Linked DNA regions of Mus musculus: regions 2 and 3 are each linked to region 1. Evidence: chromatin contacts called from public Hi-C data. All regions are on one chromosome and are shown on one strand. The core of a region is the stretch at or near the end of the contact, and the rest is flanking DNA. Distances in the headings are between cores, read along the strand shown.

Region 1 (3,709 bases), core at 813-3,312:
TCAATTCAAGATCATCTTGGCATGTGGTGATCAGAACAGTTAAGTGGAGATGAGTGAGAGGAAGGAGGTCACTTGGTGAGCCCCAGGTGCCAACATGTGTTCTGCTTGCTTGAGAAACCCCTGCAGTTGCAAGGTGGGTCATGGTCCCTGTGTGGCTAGTGACATCACCAACATTGTGCAGCTTCAGAGGCCACTGAATGGAAGTGGAGTTGGGTTGAGTCTGGGGATGTTGCTCAGTGGTAGAGCGCATGCTTAACTTGTGTAAATCTCTACAGTCCTACCTTAGTTACAGTTTCAACTGCGATGATAAAAACACCATGACCAAGAGCAATTGGGGAGGAAAGGGTTATTTCAATTTAAAAACTCTCAGATCGTGTTCGGCCACTCAGGGAAGTCCGGGCAGAAACTTAGAGCAGGAACCCCAAGGCAGGAACTGAAACCAAAGCCATGGGGCGTTGATTACTGGCCTGTTCCTCATGGTTTGCTCAGGTCGCTTTCTTATAGCACCCAGGGCCACCATCCCAGGGTGGCATAGCCTACAGTGAGCCAGGCCCACCACTACTGATCATTAATTGAGAAAATGCACTACAGATTGTCCTAGAGGTCATCTAGTGGGAGCATTTTCTCAGTTGAGGTTCTGTCTTCCCAGGCACGTCTACGTTTGTCCTAAGTTGACATCAAACTGGCCAGTACACTTCCATTACCAGCATATCTTCCAAAATAAGATAAAAAGAAATAAATTGGCTTAAGTGTGTGCTAATAGGAGAAACTAAGGTCAAAGATGTTGTAAATACCATTGACTATTATCTAATACTCTTTAAAAAAAAAACACTCTCTGCAGCAGAGATCAAATTAGGGCAACTACTCCTTGAAAGCATGCATCTCCCTCATTTAGCCTGGCCACCTAGGTCTGGGTTAACTTTGTTGGCAGAGCTTTCTAAATTTTCTCTACTCCTGAACCCTTTTTACTAAGAAAATCCGACGTGACTTTATAGGTTTATAGAGTAGACATTTATCAGGAATTTACTGATAGCAAATCATCAGAAAATGTTCTTTAAAACAATCCTTTGATATACACAGATTTTTACCATTTTTCGAGGTTGATGGCAGGTTTGTTTACTAATGAGATTGCCGTGATTATTTTCACTCAGAGTTAAATCTTGGCTGAATGTTTGAATGTCTTCGGCATTTTTCATATCTGATAACTGTTTTCATTTTATCATTGTTCAGAATACCATGTTATCACATGATCACGTCGTATAAAAAAGCAGAAGTATGTTTACAAGTACTTACTTTGGAAACTGTTGGAAATTCTGTTCTAATCCTAAACCAAAATTCATTTAATGAATTTTCAAACCTGTTTTGTTTTGTTTTGTTTTTTGTTTTTTGTTTCCAAGACAGGATTTCTCCCTGTAGCTTGGCTGTCCTGAAACTCACTCTGTAAACCAGGCTGGCCTGGAACTCATAGATCCACCTGCCTCTGCCTCCTGAGTGCTGGGGTTAAAGGTTTGTACCACTATCTCCCAGCTTATTTAATGATTTTTAAGTCAGCAACTCAACATCAATGTGTACAATCAAAAGTTTTAACACAGTATAGTTTGAAAAGATGCTGGTTTGATGCCCATGCATTTGAACACACACATAAACATACACACACCTACAGAAAATCTTTGTTTTCCATAAGTAAGCTGTAATGTTTCTGTAAGAGCAGAAGGCTTGATATGAGTGGTTAATAAACAAGTCAAACACTGCAGTTTATGGTCTCAGCCATGCCATTTTAGACAAAGTCCTTCTCATTGCATGGCGTGGACAGCACATATCGTACGAAGTATGTGTGTTATATGTTAAGAACCTCTATCCTTAATTGTCTGGCCCCATGTTGGGCTCTGATCCACAGTTTAAGAAGTTGTGTCTTGGGCACAACTGTCTGTCTCTAGTCATTGCTGCCTCCCAGTGATCCGTCTCATCAGCAGCCCTTCCTGCATTACAGAACAGAGCCACCAGTAGACAGGAGGCAGCTAATGTTTAAGGAGGCTGCAGGTCTGGCTGCAGCATTTCCTGTCTTGCAGATTGATGGTGTCTAGCTCTTCGGCTGATGTCATCGTGCATCTGTGTTTCAGAGTGCGTGTAACAGGGGAGGAGGCTGGTTTTAACGAAGCAAACTCATTACCCCTTGAGGGAGGAAGGGGAAGCTCCTGGCTTCCTCCTGTTTGATTTGTTGGCTTCATGGGGGGGGGGTGGGGGGGACAAATGACTGTGTCATCCTATAGGAGAATGCTACTTTCTCTTTGACATATAAATAAACAGCCTTCCACGTTTGATTTGTTCATTTATTTTACCACTGCTGGAACTGTTAGTTTTTAAAAACCATGTCATGTTACTTTATTGTATTTTGACTTTCATTTTTGGAATGGGAAGAAGAGAACCAATAAATATGTCTCTGAGTTTTATTAGGTAAGAAGTGGAGGACTCTTAACTGCAAATGACCACTAGGAACCAGAGTCCTCTAAAGTCTGATAGATGAGCCAATAAACCAAACAAATCCCAGGGAGGAGGACAGGGGCTAAATTGTTTCTGGAAATATCTTTGTCACAAGGACTCACCTTGTATCCATTCATTAAAAGAAAGCATTAAAATATCCTCTCATCTCCTGTCCCCTTTATCTGTTAGAATGCAGGTAGTAATTAGTACCTCTGCTTATTTTTGTTAAAAGCATATGTCCGGCCTGCAGGTATCCAGAATATAGAAGTGTTAGGTGTTAGCTTTCAAGAGCTTCTAGATTCTTATTAACTTGAGTGGTGCCGAGACAAAAGTGTATTTGGCAACTGGTCCTAAGTCATGTGTATTTTCCCTCTTCATGGTCCTGGTGCTCAGGTTTTTGGAACTGGCATCAAGGCTCTTGTAACCTTCTGTTTTTCCAATCTGTCTGTCATTATCAGTTTGTCATTCCCAAACCTGACCTGAGCAGTGGGTGTCCAAGCCCATGCCAGGTAGCTACTTAGATAAAGGAATGGTTTAGGTAGAAGTCTCTCACCACTCTGTTGCTAGGTTACTGAACCCTGAAGAACTGGGCCCTAAACATATCGTTTATGCTCCAAATTTGTTATTTATGGTTGCAAGCAGATGCCGTTCATAATTGGGGGAAACAATGAGATATAGAATGAATAAAATGAAATAGTTGGACACAGTACCTCAACAGATAACTACAGGTGGGTGTCTAGGACATGTTCAGCGAAGGAGACTGGTTTGAAGTTACTGTTTATGCCCAGGGAGTTGTGGGCCACCTTTGCAGAGCTGTGAAGTTCATTCAGTCATGAACTTGAATCCTGTAACCAGAGCTAGTTGATGAGGCTGCAGTCTGGTGTTCCTGGGCTAGAGTGAGATTAAACGCATCAATTTTGGATATAGGATTTAAATTTTTTTTTCATTCTTTTATTTACATTTTCCACTAAAATGTCTTCCTTATTCATATTTTAATCATATGGGAAGTTTTTAAAAAAGAAATAACCCTTATTCAGAGACAACATTTACCAAACATTTGGCCTCTTTTAAACAGCTATGGATAGTAATTTTCAGTTTTGCCTTTCATAAATGTTTCTCTTAAAGGCAAAATTACTATTGGTGTCTTATCTCTAAACACGTCTGCTTTATAACCAGCATCTAAGCTAACAAATGTTAGATTCCTACTTTTTGCAAAGATTTGCACAGG
Region 2 (3,574 bases), core at 745-3,244, 150 kb before region 1:
CAAGTTGACGTGGGCTAGAATAGTCTGAAAGGAGGGAACCCCAATTGAGAAAACACCTTCATAAGGCTGAGCTGTAGGCAAGCTTGTGGAGTATTTTCTTAATTACTTAATTGGTTGGGGAGAGCCCAGCCTATTTTGGGTAAGGTCGTCCTTAGTCTGATGCTCCTAGGTTCAATAAGAAAGCAGGCTGAGCAAACCATGGGGAGCAAGCCAGTGAGCAGCATCCTTCACGGCTGGCCTCTGATGATCTGCTCCAGTCTCCCAGGTTCCTGCCCTGAGTTCCTTCAGTGATGGACTATGGGTGTGGAAGGATAAGTCAGATAACCCCCTTCCTCCCAACCTGCTTTTGGTCACAGTGTTTCATCATAGCAATAAGAACCCAAACTAAGACAATAGGAATGTAATTGTTATAGTTGTTAACCTTGTCTAATTAGCATCTGTCTTAAGCAGGGGATGGGGCCAATTTCTGCAGGCCCACACTCGACTAGACAAAGGTTAGGAGGAAGGTTCTGAGGGGACTGGCATTGGAGAGCAGTGAATGGTCCCCTGCACCTCCACATTCTACAGATGTCGATGGACCTTATGCCCCAGATAAAGCTTTACTTTCTTGCAAGGAATGCCACTCAAAACCTGGGTCTTGCTATTCCCAAGGAAAGTAAGTTCTTCCTCTTATGTCCCCATCCATTCAATTCCCTATTACATCATCCTTTTCCTCTTCTCCTTCTCCATAGATTCTGTTTTTCATCATCTCTCTTCCCCTAGGCACTAAGGTTTCTGATCATGAAGATAGTGTACCATTCATTTTGGAATTTTCAGTACCTAGGATAATTTCTGTGGTTAATACATATGCTCTAAATTTCCTTCTATGAAGTGAGGTGATAGGGAAGTGGGGGGAGGATACATATACATATACATATATCATATATCACATATCACATATATCATATATGTATACATACATACATATAATTTATATATATATATTATTTATGCCTTGGAAAATTCTCTTGCTAGGTCTGTTTTGGCCTAACCAAGAAAAGGAGAAGACACACATTTTTAAAGTAGAAGAAGAAGCTGGTCTCAGCAGCACACTCCTGTGATCCTATCCCAGGGAGGCAGAAATGGGAGCATCCCCTGGGGCTTGCTGGGCAGCCAGTGGATTTGAGTCTGCAGGCTCCAGGCTCAGTGAGAGACCCTGTCTCAAAACATAAGGGGGGAGAGAGTGATTGAGAAAGACACCCAATGTCAACGTCTGACCTCTACATACATGTGCGCACACACTCAAAACATGTTCACACCTCGTCACATGTATCCATCACTCATCACACACACACACACACACACACACACACATACAAACAAGCAGGAGACAACTCCATCTTTTAGTGAGTTTTTAACATGCCTAATTAACAAAAGAAAGAAAGAAAGTAAAGGACTCCAAGAAGGAATATTGCCTTGTGTAAAGTACTTAACACTGCCTCTCCTGCACTCCCACAGCCCACAGGGCCTGGAGGGAACTGTAGCATCTTGGACCTTAGTTGCCTGTGCTCTATTAATTCAAAGACAAACATATTTCCCAACTTGCCCAAGGCTCTGGCAGGGAAGACTCGGATCCCCGAACACGGGTCATCCTAGTGCGGCAAGAACCAGCTGGGTTTTCAGCTATGTGGATGGAGCCATCTGTTTTGCTTGCCCACATAAAAATATGCACAAGGACTGTGCAAATCAGCAAATCCACAGCTTCCCGAGGACCCAGCTGGGATGCGCCCTCCCTTTGGGGACTCATGAAAGGTAAATCCAGTGTCAAAAGACAGAGGGCCAGCAGTAAGGCTAAGGAGCCAACGAATCAGACTCCATCATCTCTCCCTTGCCTTTGCCTGGACTGCAGCCCATCTGGCTACTTAGCCACATGGCCATTGTGCTTGTGTAAGGGGCACAGTGGTGCATGCTGAGTGCCCGGAAAATTACCAGCAGCCTCCTGCCTCTCCCTCCACAGGCACCAGGAGCAGATCACATAAGAACTCCCTTCTCTGATGTTCTTTGGTCTGCTGACTGCCTAGTCCACCCTTGGTCGTTCATATAATGAGCCTGGTGAGTCCAGGTGGCCAGGAATAGAGAGGCTTTTTGTATGCTGGTCTCCGAGAAGGGAGCCCTTTAGCTTTTCCCACATACTACCCTCCCCCCACTTCCCTATCACCTCGCTTCACAGAAGGAAATTTAGAGCTGTCTTGGCTCCCTGGTTAGCACGGAGGACAGTGGATTCCTCACTTTAAAAAAAAAATGAAGGAAGGGAAAACTGGAATAAAATGAGGATGCTGTTAGCCTACCACCCAGGTGCAGATGGTGTTTGGCAGCCCAAGACCGGGCCATGATTGAGAAGAGCGTCTGTCTCCAAACCATTACAGTTAATTATCTCAGAGTTACAGATTCATCAGCAGGCAGAGAGCCAGCTCGAAATCCCCTGGGAAATTTCAGATGGATTAATAAGCAAAGGGACGTGGCTGTAAGACAGCTGATGTTCTATAAAGAAATGATATCATTATTCCTATCCCTCACTCCTGGACCCAATGCTTGCTTCTACTCTCCTATCGGTGAAGACATCTGTCCAACGGGGGTCTGGGTCAGGAGAAACCGCTTTGTTCTCGGTTGTTATCTAGTAGCACAACTGTGCTCAGAACAAGACTTGTGCTTTGTTATGGCTCCTGCTCATGTAGGAAAACATGACTTGACCTGGTCATCTGCTTGTCTCTGTGGCTTTCCCTGTTAAGATGGTTCTGCACAGAAACCCCACCCCACCCCCAGAATCTTTAACCAAGGCAGAATGAAAGGGCTCCCCCTCTAGCTACATACAGCTATGCTCAACAGGAGCCAAGCAGGAGCATACCTGACTCTGTCCGCAGTCTCGGGACATCTGCTCATTACAGGCAGCCCCTTCCCGGACTCAGAATGCAACCTCCCTTTCTGGGCTCTTTGTCTTTGTGTTTCCCACCTAAGGTCCATATCACTTATTCCTGAGGAGCAGGAAAGGCCCCAGCAACTTTGACACCGTGTGATGGGCTCCAGTCACGTGGAGAAACAGAAGCAAGAAATGACATGCATGCCCCACTGATGTACAGCTCTGCCAGCAAACCTGCTGACATCTCTCTCTCCAACACCTAGGGCCTGGATTTGTCCACGTTTGTTGGGTGTGACATTCCTCTTCCTCTAAGCCTTCTCTCACTGTCCAGGCCCCTGGAAACATAGGTAAATGAAACAGAGGAGCTTGGTTTCAGAAATGAAATGCACTCTGGAAGGGAAGAGAAACGCTAAGATAGCTAAGTCCTGTGCAGGGAAAGAATCCTTGTCCAACAGCCACATTGCTACTTGGAAGTCTGCATTTTATAGCTATCCCTTTCTTCTGTTTCTCCATGTGACTCAACAGAGAGACAAAGTTTCCAGGATCTAGAACTATATGGAAATGATGTGGAAATAATTTGACTTGCTTATAGAAGCTAAATCAACCAGGCAACACCTCTTGGTAACCGGAAGTACCGGTGAGTATTGTCGATTCTGTGGCCACACAGGCGTCATGACA
Region 3 (3,753 bases), core at 660-3,159, 190 kb after region 1:
GGGGAGCCCCAAGCCAGGTCCAGCGGTCCCACACCTCAGATTGCACTTCCTGGCTGGTGACAGCATGGGCTAAGCGTGGCCAAACTCCCTGCATCCTGCCTCCCCAAGTAGCCGAGCCCTGTGGCGGAGCAGACGTGGCACCCATAACCCTACAGCTACATTCATATATGAGAGGTAATTCTAGATTTCTCATTATTTAGCCATATTTCAGCAAGCCACTGATTTATTTAAAACCCTTCAATGTTTTCTCATTACCCTTAGAACAAAATTCAAAATCCTTATTATATATCAAAACCTTTTAGCCTTTCCTTTAGAAAGACCCACCGTCCTAATCTTTGGAGATAAAGGCATCTCAGAAACCTTAGCATTTGCCACAACACAGCTTCCCCACAGGGCTGAATCCTGTGTCATAGACCCCCATAGTATCTAGATTGTCTGTTTTCAAAAGCCTCATGGCTTTGGTATTTCTTGCTCGGTGCCTTCTGGATTTGACAGTAAAGTCTCTATAAAAACAGATCTGAAATGGCCTTGAGTGTCACTCTAGGATCCCTAGAGCCTAGCTCGGCGTCTGGAGAACAGCAAGGGCAACATTAATAAAGGCAACATTAATAGTTGCACTACTCAGCACTGGAAAACATTCCCCTTAGACAGTCCATACTCCGAATGTGCATTGTCCCCATCGTTCTGCCTTGACATATCCTGCTGTTACAAACATTGACCTGAGTATTTGGAAGAAACTGTGTAGGTTTCTTGTTAGTTATCTTTTTTTTTAGGTTCTTGGAGCAGATGATGGAGTTAAAAAAGAAACAAACAGACTTGGTTGTGTGTTGTTACCTACAAAAACTCTTTCTCCATTTCTGTCTCTCCCTCTCTTCGGGGCCGCTTGCACTTTCACCAGCAGCAGAAAAACAAGGAAAATAAGACAAAGAGCTTCCTGGTTTCATTGGATGAGCTCGGTGTCGCACTGTAACTCATCATCCAACATCTCTGTTCCCATGACTCAGGGATGGAGGCCGATGCTCTTGGTGCGTGCAGAAAGGGATTTTAGGCAGTGGGCCAGAGTTCCTTCACTCTCAGGCTCAAATGGAGTCTAATAGTCTGATTTGTTTTCCCATTTGTCAGTACATCTGGTTCACTTGAGGCTCCAGTTCTCTAGTATGACGGTAGAAAGAGTCCTTGGATTCCTTCAGGGAGAAGTCTATGTTAACAAGCTCGAATAGTTCTAGGCCGGTGAATACTGTATCCTCATTTGCATCTGTTTTGCTTGATGATGAGTGTGGGAGATTTGGAAAGAAAGGATGAAGCTCATGCCAAGTTGCAAACATCGATCAGAGAAATGTGGCTAGAATCCGAGACAGTGCTAAGTCTCACCCGAGATGTTCAGCCAGGATTTTAAGTGAGGCTGGTCAGCAGTGGGACTTAATTTCATCCAGCTCCCAAAGCTATTCATGGATATGTGTACAATCAGTGTGCAGGTGGGACTTAATATCTAAGGCTTTGCCCGTTGAGTTCGACAGAAGGAAGCATGTTTGTGTATTGGGTGACATGGGAAGGCAGCCCAGGAGTGACGCTGATTCTGGGACATGTGGTGGTCCTGGTGCTCTCCAAGTCGGTGAACAAAGGTGACAGACTGAGTTCACATCACTTCAATAAAGAAATGGCTTTGGTTATGCCGTAAAATAACACGAGGAAAGTGTGTCTTGATCAGTGAAAGCCAAAAAGTCACAGCCAAGACATACAAGAGTGGATCTCTATTGCCTGAAGGCATGAGAATGAAGTCTGCAGCACCCCAAACAGCAAGTCTCCAAGGACAAAGGACAGACAGGGAATTTATTTCACAAAGGCTAGGCATAGTCATCTGGAAAAAGCACTTCTGGGTGGATGCTCGGCTAGATTAGGATGTACACTACTGGGCATGTTTAAAGGCATGCTCAAAAAGCAAAGACATCAGTAATGGAAGGTCTGTAATGTTCTCTCCAGGACGGCTGGAAGAGTGACCAAGGTGCTCAGCTTGTCACAGATGCTGAATGGGAAGTCACAGGCAAATCTAGCTCGTGACATCATGATCTCGGGGAATCACAGTGACTTGAGGTTGGAAGAATCAAATGGCACACTAGGTCGGCCAGGCAGTAGGAAGGGGCAGTCACGCATTAGAGTGGGGCACAGAGGAGCCCCACCACACCACACCCACCCCGCCCCGCCCAGAAGCTCCCACAGTTGAAATCCTCCCTCTGTTGAAATCCCTTCCTCCCTCAAGGCTATTCTGGCCACCAAGGTGTGGGTGTGTGGAGTAGCCTGGACTTTTGCCCTCCTAGACCTGCCCCAGACTCGGAAAACCTTTCCCCAGATTTCTAGGCAAACGGTCCTTTTGAAAGCGAGTTAAGCTGGCAGTGGCGGCGCATGCCTTTAATCCCAGCACTTGAGAGGCAGAGGCAGGCGGATTTCTGAGTTCGAGGCCAGCCTGGTCTACAGAGTGAGTTCCAGGACAGCTAGGGCTATTCAGAGAAACCCTGTCTCGAAAAAAAAAGAGGAAGAAAAGAAGAGAGAGACACACACACACACACACACACACACAGAGAGAGAGAGAGAGAGAGAGAGAACAAGCAAACGGGTTAAGAGGGATTTGAAAACTGTCTGTCCCTGTGGCTGCTAACAAGAAGACAGGCTAGAATTGATTCAGTTTAATAGTTCTACGGTAGGGCAGGAGAGTGGCTGCATGACCTAGAATTTCCAGTTGCAGCAGCTGTCTGGACCCATTTGTAGCGGGAAGCTTTGACTAGTCTACAGCAGAAGCTGGAAAGAGAGTGGGCAAAGTGGAGGAAGGCTGCTGGAGATGTCAGAATGACGGCCGTGGAAGCAGCTAGCCTCCAGACTGAAGGTTCTCTAATGCTGGTCTATTTATTCATTGGTTCTTTGATCAACCATGTGAGGAAGCTTTGACTCTGAGAAGTCACATGCTATTATAAACCCTGACATCACCTGCTGCTGTTAAGACAAAGTTAGTGGTATGTGGCCCTAAAGAGCACCACAGGATTTCTAAAAGAACCTTAACCTGGGCTAGCATTCTTTTATAGATCAAGAGTCTTCCAGAGGTCCATCAATGGCATTCCCTTTGAAGAGAGCAGACAGTATTTAATTAGCCCAACACAAGCTCATGGCTAACAAGTTAGTTCTAATAAGTAAGTACCCATGCTTTAATAGCAGGTAGGTAGGTACTCTTCTCCATTAACCTTTAAAGAACTCAGCCTCTAAGTAGATGGGCCTCTGAAGTTTCCTTTTGCTCGCCTCACAGTCTAACAGTGATACTTTCATTGTCCTGGAAGGGTGGGGCATAGTGAGGCTGGACTAATTGCCCAGACAACCCCAGAACAGACACTATCACTCATATTCTTCAGTCTCAGATGGGAGACATGCAAAGCAGGGAGGGAGTGTGGCTGAGTGAAGGTTAGCAGAAACTGGGGGTGAAGCAGGGCTGAGGAAGAGGGTGACTCACTGGAAGGAGCTCAGGTTTACCTCTGGAATTAAACCAGAGCTCCCGTCCACTGCCCAGTCACTTAATTTGGTACTTTGACTAAGATGCCTGGAACTTGTTCAAGCCTTAAAATTGATAATGATCACATGGTCTTTAATGTTATCTGCTCAGAGTCCTTGGGATAGCAGAGTTCAGAGCCACTGAAACACAATGGCTTCTTGGGAATGAAGAGCAAAGGGCCAAGGCTAGTGCACTGCTTTTAATGAGGTGTGCCACCCCTA

The links. A called contact is a pair of places that touch in the nucleus more often than the background predicts.
Region 2: a Hi-C map of the N1E-115 cell line shows a contact between it and region 1, with 4 times the contacts expected there. The contact joins two enhancer-like sites. A contact is called at or near these places in 3 of 484 Hi-C or Micro-C datasets (the HPC-7 cell line, the N1E-115 cell line and nephron progenitors).
Region 3: a Hi-C map of the N1E-115 cell line shows a contact between it and region 1, with 9 times the contacts expected there. The contact joins two enhancer-like sites. A contact is called at or near these places in 1 of 15 datasets of contacts at CTCF or cohesin (pro-B cells), 13 of 484 Hi-C or Micro-C datasets (the 3T3-L1 cell line, the HPC-7 cell line, the N1E-115 cell line and 9 more), 3 of 115 datasets of contacts at active chromatin or transcription factors (embryonic stem cells, memory CD8 T cells and oligodendrocyte precursor cells) and 1 of 9 other capture datasets (bone marrow-derived macrophages).

What each region holds. Positions count from the first base shown.
Region 1 is chr1:152,017,749-152,021,457 of GRCm38.p6, reverse strand. All of the region lies in intron 1 of 1700025G04Rik (RIKEN cDNA 1700025G04 gene), which reads left to right. Among named protein-coding and RNA genes, the nearest start is that of 1700025G04Rik, 71 kb to the left of the region's middle. Within about 2 kb of position 2,062, at least 112 of the 459 cell types and tissues checked have an H3K27ac peak or open chromatin away from gene starts, as enhancers often do. A contact at or near this core is called in the N1E-115 cell line, where this site is marked.
Region 2 is chr1:152,163,956-152,167,529 of GRCm38.p6, reverse strand. No RefSeq gene overlaps it. Among named protein-coding and RNA genes, the nearest start is that of 1700025G04Rik, 75 kb to the right of the region's middle. Within about 2 kb of position 1,994, at least 55 of the 459 cell types and tissues checked have an H3K27ac peak or open chromatin away from gene starts, as enhancers often do. A contact at or near this core is called in the N1E-115 cell line, where this site is marked.
Region 3 is chr1:151,822,612-151,826,364 of GRCm38.p6, reverse strand. No RefSeq gene overlaps it. Among named protein-coding and RNA genes, the nearest start is that of Edem3, 69 kb to the right of the region's middle. Within about 2 kb of position 1,909, at least 12 of the 459 cell types and tissues checked have an H3K27ac peak or open chromatin away from gene starts, as enhancers often do. A contact at or near this core is called in the N1E-115 cell line, where this site is marked.